3 separate regions of the Mus musculus genome follow, and regions 1 and 3 are each linked to region 2. The links are chromatin contacts, called in public HiChIP or PLAC-seq and Micro-C maps. All regions are on one chromosome and are shown on one strand. The core of a region is the stretch at or near the end of the contact, and the rest is flanking DNA. Distances in the headings are between cores, read along the strand shown.

Region 1 (4,362 bases), core at 387-2,886, 140 kb before region 2:
TAGGTGGGGCTCAATTGAGGAAGACGACAGACTTCAGACTCTGGCCATGTACATCGTACACACACACAAATATACAAACAAACATGCACACAACACACATGCTGGTTAATTTGATGACTACTTGAGATCCTCTCATCGGAGAGGCAGGATCCTCAATTAATAAAATGCCTCCCTAAGATTGTATCATAGGCAAGCCCATAGAGCATTCTTTTTCCAATTAGTGATTGATGGGGAAGGGCTCAGCCCATTGTGGGTGGTGCCACCAGTGAGATCTTGGCCCTGGGTTCTATATGAATGCAGGCCAAGCAAGCCAGTAAGCAGCACCTCTCCATGGCCTCTGCATCAGCTCCTGCCTCCATCTCACTGCTCTGACTTCCTCAGGGATGGACTGTGATGTGGAAGTGTAAGCCAAATAAACCCTTTCCTCCTCAAGATGCTTTTGGTCATGGTGTTTTATTACAGCAATAGTGCCCCTAACCACTCTCACACAAGATTATTTCAAAGCGCACACATACACACACATATGCATGCACACAACTCAGCTTTTATACCCTCACCTACATAGACCCACACTTACCTCAAAAATTAATACAGTAAACCTCTCCTGCTCTACAAACAATTGGAGTGTCTTTCTATACTCAAAACAGATTTTAAAAAGTTATTTTTTAACTGGTGTGGATAGAAAATGCAAAGCTCTTTGTCTTCTAACCACACATATGCATATCACCTCAGCTAATTGGAATCAATATATTCATTTGTATGGCAAAGTAGAGTCACCCTAGTTCTAGACAACATTTTTGCCAAATGGCACGAATATACCTACATTTATACTCTGCATCATTAAAATAGGATTATGTATAATTGATACCTCTTTATAACACAGGGTTATATATCATATGTAAACAGTGTATGTTCAACATAATTTATAACTAAACTATTGTCAGTATCGTATGTTGACACTTTCAAGTCTTTTTCAGTACATACAAGTGCCTCTAAGATAAAGTAATTAAGTCCAATTTCAAAATGTGAGCTATATTTTTGTTATTGCTATATTTTAGAACTCAAATACACACCACACACACATTAACACAGGAAAACAAAAATCAAAAGCTCTTAGAATATAACCAAAGCAAGAATTTGAAATATTCAGAAAAATATCCCTTAGCCATCTTGCCAAGTGAAGAAGGCAGGTAGAGGGCCACTGAGTCTGAAAGTGTGCAGCCTGCTAGATACCCAGCACAGCTCTGAGGAGGATCCCTCTGTTGTCATGGATTGGGGGTGTTTTATAAACATAAGATCCTCTTAAGATATTTTTAAATGACAAGTGCTATGAAACAGTAAATAAAATGAGTAACAATTTAGAGTAACTGGGTGTGGGGGGGGGGTAGGGAGTAGTGACAGCATTGAATTTGGATAGTGTTCATGAGTGTGCTGTGGGGAGGTCTCTTGAGAAGAGGTCAGCATATAGTTCATGAGGGAAAGGCTTTTGCAAGAGGCCAGCAGACAAAGATACTCTCAGCCTGTACAGGCGCCACATCTCTGGTATGCCAAAAGGCCACTGTGGCTGCATCAAGTGGCCTCTGCAGTTGGTCCCAGCTGAGGTCAGAAGGAGAGACAGGTGCCAAGTCACACACGACCTCCTCCTAGCAAGGCTTTCATTCTGACAATGCGGGAGACAGGAAGTCAGTGGAGGGCTTTAAGCTACAGCACTCAGATGAAATTTGTGTTTCAAAAGAAAGACTCCAGAGTGGTCTGCGGATCAGATCGCGGTAGAGCATTTGCCTACCAGGAGAGGTCTTTTATTTGAAACCCAGAGATGGAGGGAGATCAGAGTGGGTAGAGTGTATAAAACCAATTTGGTTGGTTTTTTTTGGTTTGGTTTGTTTTTTTTTTTTTTTTTACAGAACACAGCCATGCTTATCAATATATGAAATGTATGAAAAGGAGGCAGAAGGGACTAGAGAGAGAAAGAATAAAGAACCTCCCTGAGAAAGAAAGAAAAACACACAAACTGCAATCAAAGAATAGTATCTACAGTAGGAAAACCCACACTTCCGGAATCATCTCAAGTACAAAAACCTATTGGACACATACTTGAGAGACTGCTCCCTCCCTCTCATTCACTGTGACAGGCTGATACAAAGAACAGCCTCTCCAATACCCACAGAGGTAGGTGTCTTCACATCTAATCCCCCTGGGGCTGGGGTTGTTTGCCAATTACCTTCCCATATACACACACAGTCCTCATAACTGGAACTGATTTTGGACATGTGTTGCAAAAGGATCTCGGGTCATATCTACCATCTGCTAACCTGCTGTGTGAAGCAGAGTGACCCAGTTAAATGCACATGTAATAGGGAAGAGAGACTGTATATGGTTAATTACAGTTACTCATTTTTATGGGTTTGAATCTTGACGAGGATGCTTGGCCCTCTTCCCCACCACCACCACCACCATCCCATTTTATTTCATAATTTCCCCCCTATTGGAGACTGAAGAGTGAAAGTCAATTGCCGGAACATTGTTGTCACACTAGAAGCTAAAGGGCCCTGCATTTCAATTCCAGCTCAGAAAACACTCTTGACTGAGCAGTTGCAATTCTCCAGACCCCAGTGGACTAGGCTAACACTGTTGTCAGTCAAATCACAGGGTGGATGGAACTCGGCAGAGCACGTTAGCAATTCAGACTCAACAGCCTCTCCTCAGCCAGGAACTCTTAAGATAATGCTGAAGGAATCAAAGCCGAAAGATTTAGCACAGAGCTTGAGCCCAAAGCTCACCAAGACACAGGCAGGAAGCAAGTGACTTGTAAAATGGTATTTCTAATAGGACTCTTGTCAAAACTCCAGGTTCCAATATCAATGAGGTGACCTTCAGGACCGACCTCACCCAGTGCACTTCTGCCTACTCCCGAAACCATTACCTCAGCAGCTGCCAACAACGTTATGTTCTGAGGCAGCTGAGTGCTTCCACAGAGACTGTGACCTGACGTGTTCAACCCAGCCTAGGACAGCCTCAGCCTTTAAAAAATAGATACCTGGCTTCTCTGGACCTCAAGACCGGAAGTGGAATAATGTACCTACGTATTAAAAACAATAACCAGGTGTCCGGCCCGGTGCATATCTTTAGTTCCAGCACTGAGGAGGCAGAGGGAGACATATCTCCGAGTTTGATGTCAGCCTGGTCTACAGAGTGAGCCCAAGGACAGCTGGGGATACATAGAGAAACCCTGCCTGGAAAAACAAAAACAAACAAAAAAGCCACATGGAGTTTGGACCCTCGCACACATGTAAAAGCTGGGCATACTGGGGGTTGTGTGTAACTCTCATGCTAGTGAGAGAAGAAGATGATGGATCCCCTTCCTGGCCAGGTATCAAGCCAGTCGGTGTTTAGATTTCTTATAAATTGTTAGCATTAGGGATAGAGACACCGTGATGAGAATGTAGAAAAGTATATAAAGCAGTGACCCGACTCAACAGAGCTGGGACACACCTATAATCCAGGAAGAATGCTGCAAATACTAGGCCAATCTAGTCTATATAATAGATACCAGGGTAGTCATGGCTACTTTCCAAGACCTTGACTCAAAAAATTTAAAAGTGTATGTGCATGCAAACTTCTGTGTGAGCATATGTGCAAACGCTAACAGGAAGACTCAAGGAGTAACCCCCGCCCCCAAATTTGAAACTAGTAGGGTTGAGTCGTTGAATGCATCATTTTAATATCTGTATGATTGTGTGTTATTCCTGTAATAAGGAAAGTTCTCTAAGAGAACCCTGCAAATGGACTGCTGGCATCTGACCAAATCCCTTGTCATCTGACCATTACTCGGGTGATTTTCCTGTTATACAACCACTCTTATCTTTAATAAAGATGGGTAAAGAGCCACACAGAGAAAGGAGAAATAGGCTTTGCCTCTGCAGTTTATTAGGAGTCTTGGAGCAAGACCTAGAAAACACTACAGAGGTATCTACCTTTCTCTGAGGAACATGGAGCATCCAACCCTAAGATGATTTCCCCTTAAGCATCTGATTCAGTAACTATTTAAACCAGCTAATATAATACTAAGTTTCAAACTCAGGACAAGCAGTTGAGGTGCCTATTAAACATATCAAAGCAGACCTGACCTCCAGGTTCTCCCAGCATCCTTCACTTTCTAGCTCAGGGGCAGGGCTGCCCTTACCCAGAGGCTCTTCCCAATATAGTCCAGACATTTTCGTTACCTCCTCTCTCTGCCCTTTTTCGACTTCCTGGCTGCTATAGTGGTTCCCCTCTCTCCCTTCTTCTCCTCCTCCACTCTCTGTCCCTACATAGTTCAGGGTCATGACCACTCTAGTCTCTCCCAGAGGTCCCTGCCTCTGG
Region 2 (4,042 bases), core at 363-2,862:
TTCCTCGCGCCCATTAGGGCACCGCTGAGCCGTAGCGGCAGCAGCTGGAGAGGCAGCCGCAACATCTGGGGGAAACTTAAGGTGGTCACGTAGGTTTCCCGGAGGCCGATGCACAGTGGAGCCCGCGGCTTGTCTGGGCAGCCGCAGGGCACCCGATGGCAACGCCTCTGCAGCCACAGGCTCGCTCAGCTTGGAGCTGGCAAAGGCGGAGGTGCAGGCTAGGAATGAGCAACCCCACAACCCCGAGAGTTCCGCGGTGTTCTCCCGGGGTGTTAGGATCACCGAGAGGGGGCCGAGGTGTATATTGCACACACACACACACACACACACACACACACACGCACGCGCACACACACACACACACACACACACACACACACACACACACACACACACCGCTCGCCCGGGTAGCTTGGGAGCGAGCCAACGCTCGGGAGAAGGGGAGGAGGAGCGCTGTCCTGGGAGAAGAAGGGGACCCTACAAAGTCGCTCTCCCTTGGCCTCAGTCCCTTCCTGGTCTTGAGAGAAACCCGAAGAGGCCTGTCTGGCCAGCTTCACGGGGGTACTGGGAGTAGGGTTAGCCCTCTGGAGGATCTGCGATTCCTTTGCTAGAAAGATCCACGCGCTTGGGAGGAGGGGGAGCGGATTGTCTTGCAGAGCGGAGCTGGAGGCGATTGAGAGGAACGCGGGGGTAGGGCACGCTCCCACAGTTCACCCGGACCCTGGGCTGGGGCAATGGGCACATACTCTCCGTTTTGGGCGAGACCCACCCCGCCTCGAGCTCCACTCCCCTTGCTGCTTCTCCCTCCATGCTTTCTTCTTGGTTGCAGGCACGACAGCCCCTGCGTTTCAGAAACCTGTGAAAGGGACTGAAGGGCTTGGTGGGCACAGCGAAATGTCAACTCTGTCAAGAGTTGACCGAGGGGCTTGGGGGCGATGGTTCAGATCACCTCTGGGCTGGAGGCGCACCTGTTGCCGGATCCTTTAATGTATTGTCTGCGAGAGAAAGCTGGCAACAGTTCACTCCTACTTGTGGGGTCCTCTAAGACTTGGCTCACTGTCTACCCTCCTTCCTCCCACATTGCTTTAGATAGTACGTCTTTTTAGTTTCTGTAAAGAAGGGGAAAGGGCCTGACCTCTCATCCTTCGAAGCGGGAGGAAGAGTGGGTTTTTAAAAAGGGAGAAGGGGGATGCACGGACTAGGGGAATCCCATCTAACGCCCAAGTCTTTGGAGAGTTACGAGCCACGGGACAACTGTCTCCACTTCTGCTAAAGGGTGTGAGGAGGGTATGTTGGGGAGCTGCAAGGCACACCTCTGCCCTCTCGGCCCAGGTGCTAGCTACCTGGCCCACGCGAGTGTTCTTTTCCGTTCAAGCTTTTGTTGCACCCTCCCCACGTGTGAGGACGCAAGGTCTGGGGCGGGGGAGGGGCAGGTGGAGCGTAGCATCACCACGGACTTCACGGACCTGGGTTGCAGAAGTCACACTTCTTTCGGAAAAAAAAAAAATCCACCCAAGTGGGCTACCAAGGTGAACCGTTCCCACCTTAAAATCAGCCCCAGTCGTGACGTCAGGTCGGAAATATACCAAAGCGAGCGCGGGCCAGGAGTCCGGGGAGCGCGGCGGCTCGGCGATTGGACCGCGGGCCGCTGACGCGGGCTGACGCGCGCAGACTTTAGGTGCATGTTGGCAGCAGCAGCTCGAGCCACATAAACAAAGGCACATTGGCGGCCAGGGCCAGTCCGCCCCGCGGCTCCGCACAGCTCCGCGTCCCTCTCTCCGGCCCCGCTGGCTGCCTCCCTCTCCTGCGGCCGGGCTGGCTGCGTGTGGCTCTCCGCGCCCCGCTTCCGCAGCGCTCCCGCGGACCCGGGCTCCTCTGCTCCCGGAGGGAACTGCACTTCGGCGGAGTTGAATGAATGAAGAGAGCGGACAAGTGAGTAGCTGCGGCGGGGCCGCCCGCGGTCACGCGTCCTCCCGGTCTCCGCGTACCAGGGAACGGGTTCTCTGCAAGTGGTCGCCCGAGCCGCGGAGCGCGAAGGGGCTGGGGAAGGGGGATGGCGAGTGGGCGCGCGCAGCTCCGCCGAGCCTCTGCTGGAACTCCGGTGCTAGCGTAAAGGGGGGGGAGTTGGCTGCCGGCAGAGGTTTCCAGGCTTCTCATTGGTGGATGTGGCAAGGGGACTCCCACAGTTTTAGGAGAAGCGGACTTGCCGGTGGAGATGTGCGCAAAGTTTGCTCTTGGTGTGAAATTGATTGTGGCTTGAGGAGGCTCCATCTCGCGAACATGTGGGAAACAGTCCGGGAGAGAAAGTTTACGTGTTGCTTGGGAACAGTGTCGCTCGGCTCGCCCGCTGGTGGAGGTTTCCCGGATATCGTCGAGTAAGGGTAGTGTCGGTAGAGGGTCCTGTAGCGAAGTTGCCTGAAATGACTGGTTTTGATATATGTTGTCCTTGGATAGTGTGTCAGTGTGTGCGTGAGGTAAAGAATACGGTTATGAAACTGTGACATAGCCACGGGTTAATATCCAGAACAGACATATTTTCAAGGGCGGCGGCGGATGGGGGTGGGGAGATAAAGCAAAAGTCCTCTGGTTTGTCTTGTTAACCTTCTCCGCTCCTTGAAGCAAAGCAAGATTGTGGAAGAAGTGGGGGGGGGGGCGGAGAGGGGAGGGAGCAAAGGAGAGGGTGTTCAGGTTTCTTTACTTTATCAACAAGATCGTCTATGCTCTAGAATGCCTTGCAAGTGGGAACATCTGAAAAAAAAAATAGCTAGGACACAAGAATGCCTTGTCCCAGCAAGTAGGCAGCCTGTGGAAAGCATTGTGGAGAAGGTGTCCAGTTTGCTGTGCTGAGAAGTGCTTCTAACTTTGGTGCCAATATCATATGCGTAATATTTCTTTCCCTCTGCAGTTGACCCAAGATACTCCTGGTAAAGTAGAGATCTCTCTCATCACCTCTGGGCCATTAAAGATGTTGAAAATCCAGTTCTCTGGAGGAACACCAATTCGCTTGTCCCTTAAGATCCTGTGTTGAACCAAAAGCAATTACTAAAGCTACACACTTGCTCCCACATTGGCTGTTTGGTTGTCCAGGCCTTGCTAACGTTTCCTAAGGGTTGGATCTGTATTTTTTTTTTCACGGTTTACTCTCGAGTTCTTTTAACTTTCTTTCTCCTTCTAAGAGAAAAGTCCACTGGACTCTAAGAGAGATATTAAGAGGAAGCTTTGATGCTGTGTTTTTCCTTTACCCAGACTTCTTAGGTTTGACATAAAGTAGAATGACAAAGGCCCTTCCATCTACAGCAAAGGGGCCAATTCATTATATTGATCAGTATCTGGTAGACTCATGGGATAATTTCCCCACAGGATGCTTTCTCTGCAGGGATTTACACTGGGAGATGAGCGGCATTATCTGCTGTTTAGCCACCTTGTCTCTGCACATTTCATTTTAAGATGCTGTTGGGTAAAGTCTTCACACTCATTTCCAAGGAAGCACTTGAAGGGCCTGCTGAGTGAGTCTGCATCTGCCCAGCCCAAGTCTCGGTGGGAAGACATCCTGAAACTTCCTGTGTCTGTATTTCAGGGAGATCTGACGGGCTGGATTCCCAATAGCTCTTTTTTAAAATCTTGGAAACTTTGTCCTTCGCTGAATTACGACACTGTCCACCTTTAATTTCCTCGAAAACTCCAATAACTCTGCTGAAGGTCAGTGAGCTTTATCTTTCATTACCTTTCCTGAGTTCCCCCATACCCTCAGAAAAACAAAACAAAACAGGGCAACAGGATCTTTCCAGGCCAACCCTGTGCCTTATAGTCACAGAGGACAACTTTCTTATTGTGCAATTCAACTTCATTTCTAGAGCATGGCTTCTAGAAATCCTGTCGACCCTGAGCTTCAAAGAAGAAGCTCATCAGAGTGGGACTGTCTGCGGGAAGGGGGTGGAGCGCGGGGGGGGGGCGTTTGGAAATGAGTGTAGACCCTCAACAGCTTTCCAGCTCTGGGTCGTCCCGGGATCAGCCCTTTCCTTTCTTCATCGCTGTTCCACCT
Region 3 (4,198 bases), core at 1,574-4,073, 130 kb after region 2:
TCTCTTTCTAGCAGACTCGACAATGGTAAAAGCAATCCACGATACTTATCATGAGTCAGTTTCTCCATGGATGGCCTGAGTTGTGGTTTTAGTTACTGCTTTATTGGTGTTGTACTCCTTAATCCAAACCAACATCGGTCCTGTCTGTGTGGGCAGCTTTCACCACACGGTTTTGAAACGTGTGCTTATGGACATAGAAAAGACAATAACTGTTATCACTTCAACAGCTTTTGTGTGCCCTCAACTGCCAAATTTTCTAACTAGACCATTCCAGAAATACGATAAGGAATTCCATTTTGAGTCAAGTCATGTGAAACATTCAGTTCTCTATGCCTTTTGGTAAATGGATTGAAGTGTCTACTTCAAGCTGTCACTCTTGTCCTGCCTTGCTGATGTCTTGGCCCGTTCACATCCTGGGAGAGGTTTACAATGAAAGCTGAGGTGTATCTGATTCAGCCCCGAGGCAGAAAAACTGGATGAAGCAGTTTTCCCCGCTTTCCCTTTACAGACTGTGTGATTTGTGCAACAGCTTTGGCTTTGCAAACAGGGAAGTGTCAGAGTTAAATCAGCTTGCCTGCAAAGTCACTGTGAGCCTATTTCTCAGCTCAGTGATACCCAGATCCAGGACCATTTTCTTTCAAGTGGAATACACACTCCAAGCAAACATTCTCAAGGTCAAGTGTACCTGTACATTCAGTTCTACTGCGAGAACCATTTCAACATTCAGCAAGAGGCCCAGAACTCACTCACACTACAGAACATTAAACTCAATGGAAAAAAAATGTTTAGAGAACCACTGTTTAAAAACATAATTGATGTTATGTAATCAGTATTTATGAGATAATCAAATATGGCAGGGGAGTGTGCATCCCTGGTTTACCTTCCTGAGACACGGTTTGCAATGTACTCGTTGGATGGCCAAGTTTCTAGAGCATAAGGAAGTGAACAATTGAAGCCAGTAACTGTATAATTGGAGCAGTGTCTCCTGTCATTTCTTCAATGAGCTCAGTACTTCCAGCAGCATCAGACATGGTTTCTTCGTGGGTCAAATGGGCCCAGGAGAGCTGCAGTATGCCTTTGCTTTGTGTTGTTTGTTGGCAGAGTAGCTAATGCCTAAATTGATAAGTGATTTGTGCATGTTGGGGAGACACTATTCTTGTTATCACTAACTTTTCTTTTGCAGTGTGGTACACGTTATTTCTAAGCAAACGAGACTTGGCAAAGTAGTAGAGGTGACCTGAGTTGTTGACTTGCCTGTTTGGAAAGTGTGATTTTTCCATTACAGATGAATAGATTTCACACATGCTCGTCCAAGCAGGTGTCTCTGGTTTCCCTGCCCCTCCTCTCCTCAGTGCGGAGTCCTGTCCTCCTTCATCTCATTCAGGTTGTGCTGCTTTGTATCTTTCACTTTTATTTTTTTTCCTCCTCCATTTTATGTAAATTGTCTGTGGATAATAGAATAAAATGCTTTCCATGGAGCTGAACAAATATAGGTCATATTATCAGGAACTCTTTCTCTCTTGAAGTACACAGGTGACTTTGCATATAATTCTAATTATTCAGTTTTATGCGTAGGACTGAAACCGTGAACAAAGTTGAGCTTCGGGTATGGCAAACTTTCATTTTCCTTCATAAAGTATGACTCCATAGACACACACACACACACACACACACACACACACACACACACACACACACAAACCCAAACTACATGAAAACATTGAACTTTAGTCTATGTATAGTATAAATTAGACAGGAAACTTTGGTTTCTTAGAAGATAGATTGGATTATCTATTCACTGAGCAATTTTATACTTCACTTATCTGTGAACCTGCTTTTAAATCTCTAAATGTTTCTATTTTATAAACTTTGCATGCACTTAAGGGGCTCCCTTATACACAAATTTATGTTAACTCAATAAATACACCATTCATTCATTCATTCATTCATTCAATAAGTAAGGTTAGCTCTATAAGACTTGGAACTGGATACTTGTTTTATATTATTATATTTGGTTTCACATTAATAAAGTTAGTGGTCTTCAATATGAATTTCTTCACAACAATATACGATCATTATATGATCTTATAAGAATCTTACAATATAGAATGACACTTGTCCATAAAGAATCTGACCCAAAGCCTCTCACATCTCTAGAGCTTCAGAGGCTGTGTTAATTTGCCTCACTTACAATAAAATATCGCAAACTGGGTGATTTATAAATAATAGAAAAGTTTTCCCATAGTCCCAGAAACTAAAAAGTTTTACACCAAGGCCCTGGTGGATTCCATATTCGGACTCATTCTTCTACCTGGTTCAAAAGCTGCTGCCTTTTTCACTATGATGGAAGGGAAATGGAGATCTCTTTTACTTTATTTTTATTCATTTTAATTATATTTGCATGGGTGCTTTATCTACCTGCATATGTGTGTACCATGTGTTCCTGGTCCCCATTGCAGCCAGAAGACACTGGTTTCCTGGGGACTAGAATTACAGACAATCATGCAGTTATTTGTGTGGAGGGAATCTTACCAGGGTCCTCTGGTTCTTACCTGATCTAAGTCCACAGGGACAGGGTTCTGAATGGCAAGGTGTTGAATGGGAGGACTGAGAATGAAAAAAAAATAAAGAAAACAAGAAATAAAGAAGACAAAAGAAATAGCTGGGACCAGAGGGTCTTGCATAAGCTGATGACTTGTGCCAGATAAGTTTATTAAGAGGCTTAGCATCATAATATTTGCAGGGAGAAATAGACAAGGTCAGTAGAGAGCTAAGTCAGACAGTGTTGACAAAGAGAACATGGGATATCGGATTCAACTGTCTAAGGACTGATAACCATAGCTCAGGGGAAAGAATGGGGTCCCTAAAAATTGTTATTTTCACTCCCATGAGGCACTGGATCCAGGACTGGCCTGGCCTTGACAAGTCCACCCCTGGACAAGAACACATTCCTGAAGTTCCCTTTGTCCTTTCATCTGGGCCTCTGAGAAAATCTCAAGGTGGCCTCTGAGATATACTCTGAACAGCTGAGTCATCTGTCCAGTTCCTGAAACCTTATTTAAAAAAGTACCTACCCATATAACATGCCTCTTGATAGATGGCCATGGCTGATAGGACTCTGATCTATGAACTGTATTGGAAGATAAGAGTTCCACATGAGAACCTCAAGCCACAGGGCATATGGGGGCCCCAAACCTTCAGCATCTGATATTTAAAACCTACCAGGAGGCTGTGCAATACAACAAGAACACTAAGTCTGAGAAGATGAGGTCTCCTGAGTGTGTTCATTTTGACTCAAGGTCATCTTAATATCATTATTGATCCTTCCTAGTAATTCCCCATGCTCTAGCACACTGACACTCAAAGTTCATTCTTTTTCAATTCTTAAACCACACACTCAGACTGTGGTCTGAAGATTCTCAGTCTTTCCAACCATATCTTTCTTTCTTATGAGGCATTTCTCTTAAAGTTCTCTCACTTTGGCTTCTACTTCTTGGAGAATGCATATGAACACAGATGCTCATTAGCGATGGTTGTTTTAAAGAACACATTTATTGCTGATTATGTGCAAAATGCATTTATTGAGCTCCGTGCGTGACTCAAAAATGAGCTCAGTGCATGATGCAGTTCATGACAGATTTTTATTATTTTGAAGAAGTGACAGCATTATATTGACGAGTGATATCATAAGGCTGAAAGACTGAATATTGAAAGCTTTTACCCCTTAAAAGAGAGTTACCATAAAAATTAATGATAGACAAAATAAAACTAAAGGACACCTTTTAAAACAATGTCATTTAGAAATGTGGCACCAGTGAATTTTCAGTCTCTCATGTACTTGTCTCTAGCATAATTTCTCAAGCAAAATGAGTGAGAAGAAACAACATGACAGGAGATTTACAACATGGATTTAATTTGGCCTATGATCTTGCTATGGATTTTGCTAATCATAGTGCTCTATGAATTAAGGACAGGATGTTAGTGCAAAGTGAAGAGGTTTGGCTTTAACAGATTTCTCGACTTTATTGAGACCTTGGATTTTGGATTAGATCCTCATTTTTTTTTCTTGTGCATGTGAAATGTTTTATTATCATTTATTAGCTGCCAAAATGCATATCAGTATCACTAAAGGGCAAAACTCCTCAAGGAAACTGAGGCTGCTAAAGTTATCCAGGGGTCTCCATTGATTTAACTGCAG

What was found. Hi-C and Micro-C count contacts between places; a contact is called where the count stands out from the background. HiChIP or PLAC-seq counts read pairs in DNA pulled down with a chosen protein or histone mark.
Region 1: a contact with region 2 is called in an H3K4me3 HiChIP or PLAC-seq map of embryonic stem cells, with 3 times the contacts expected there. The contact joins the enhancer-like site here to the promoter of Nr4a2 in region 2. A contact is called at or near these places in 7 of 39 promoter capture datasets (the HPC-7 cell line, embryonic stem cells, hematopoietic stem and progenitor cells and 3 more), 7 of 484 Hi-C or Micro-C datasets (CD8 T cells, embryonic stem cells and liver), 16 of 115 datasets of contacts at active chromatin or transcription factors (the HPC-7 cell line, bone marrow-derived macrophages, effector CD8 T cells and 8 more) and 3 of 9 other capture datasets (adipose tissue, liver and pancreatic islet).
Region 3: a Micro-C map of the G1E-ER4 cell line shows a contact between it and region 2. The contact joins the enhancer-like site here to the promoter of Nr4a2 in region 2. A contact is called at or near these places in 5 of 484 Hi-C or Micro-C datasets (the G1E-ER4 cell line and embryonic limb bud) and 2 of 9 other capture datasets (adipose tissue and pancreatic islet).

Annotation. Positions count from the first base shown.
Region 1 is chr2:57,253,910-57,258,271 of GRCm38.p6, reverse strand. The region is part of intron 1 of Gpd2 (glycerol phosphate dehydrogenase 2, mitochondrial); the gene reads right to left. Among named protein-coding and RNA genes, the nearest start is that of Gpd2, 18 kb to the right of the region's middle. Within about 2 kb of position 1,636, at least 57 of the 459 cell types and tissues checked have an H3K27ac peak or open chromatin away from gene starts, as enhancers often do. A contact at or near this core is called in CD8 T cells, effector CD8 T cells, embryonic stem cells and 4 more, where this site is marked.
Region 2 is chr2:57,112,608-57,116,649 of GRCm38.p6, reverse strand. It overlaps Nr4a2 (nuclear receptor subfamily 4, group A, member 2), which reads left to right and starts at 1,612. Exons shown (of 8, transcript NM_013613.2): 1 at 1,612-1,932; 2 at 3,578-3,699.
Region 3 is chr2:56,979,731-56,983,928 of GRCm38.p6, reverse strand. No RefSeq gene overlaps it. Among named protein-coding and RNA genes, the nearest start is that of Nr4a2, 130 kb to the left of the region's middle. Within about 2 kb of position 2,823, at least 2 of the 459 cell types and tissues checked have an H3K27ac peak or open chromatin away from gene starts, as enhancers often do. A contact at or near this core is called in the G1E-ER4 cell line, where this site is marked.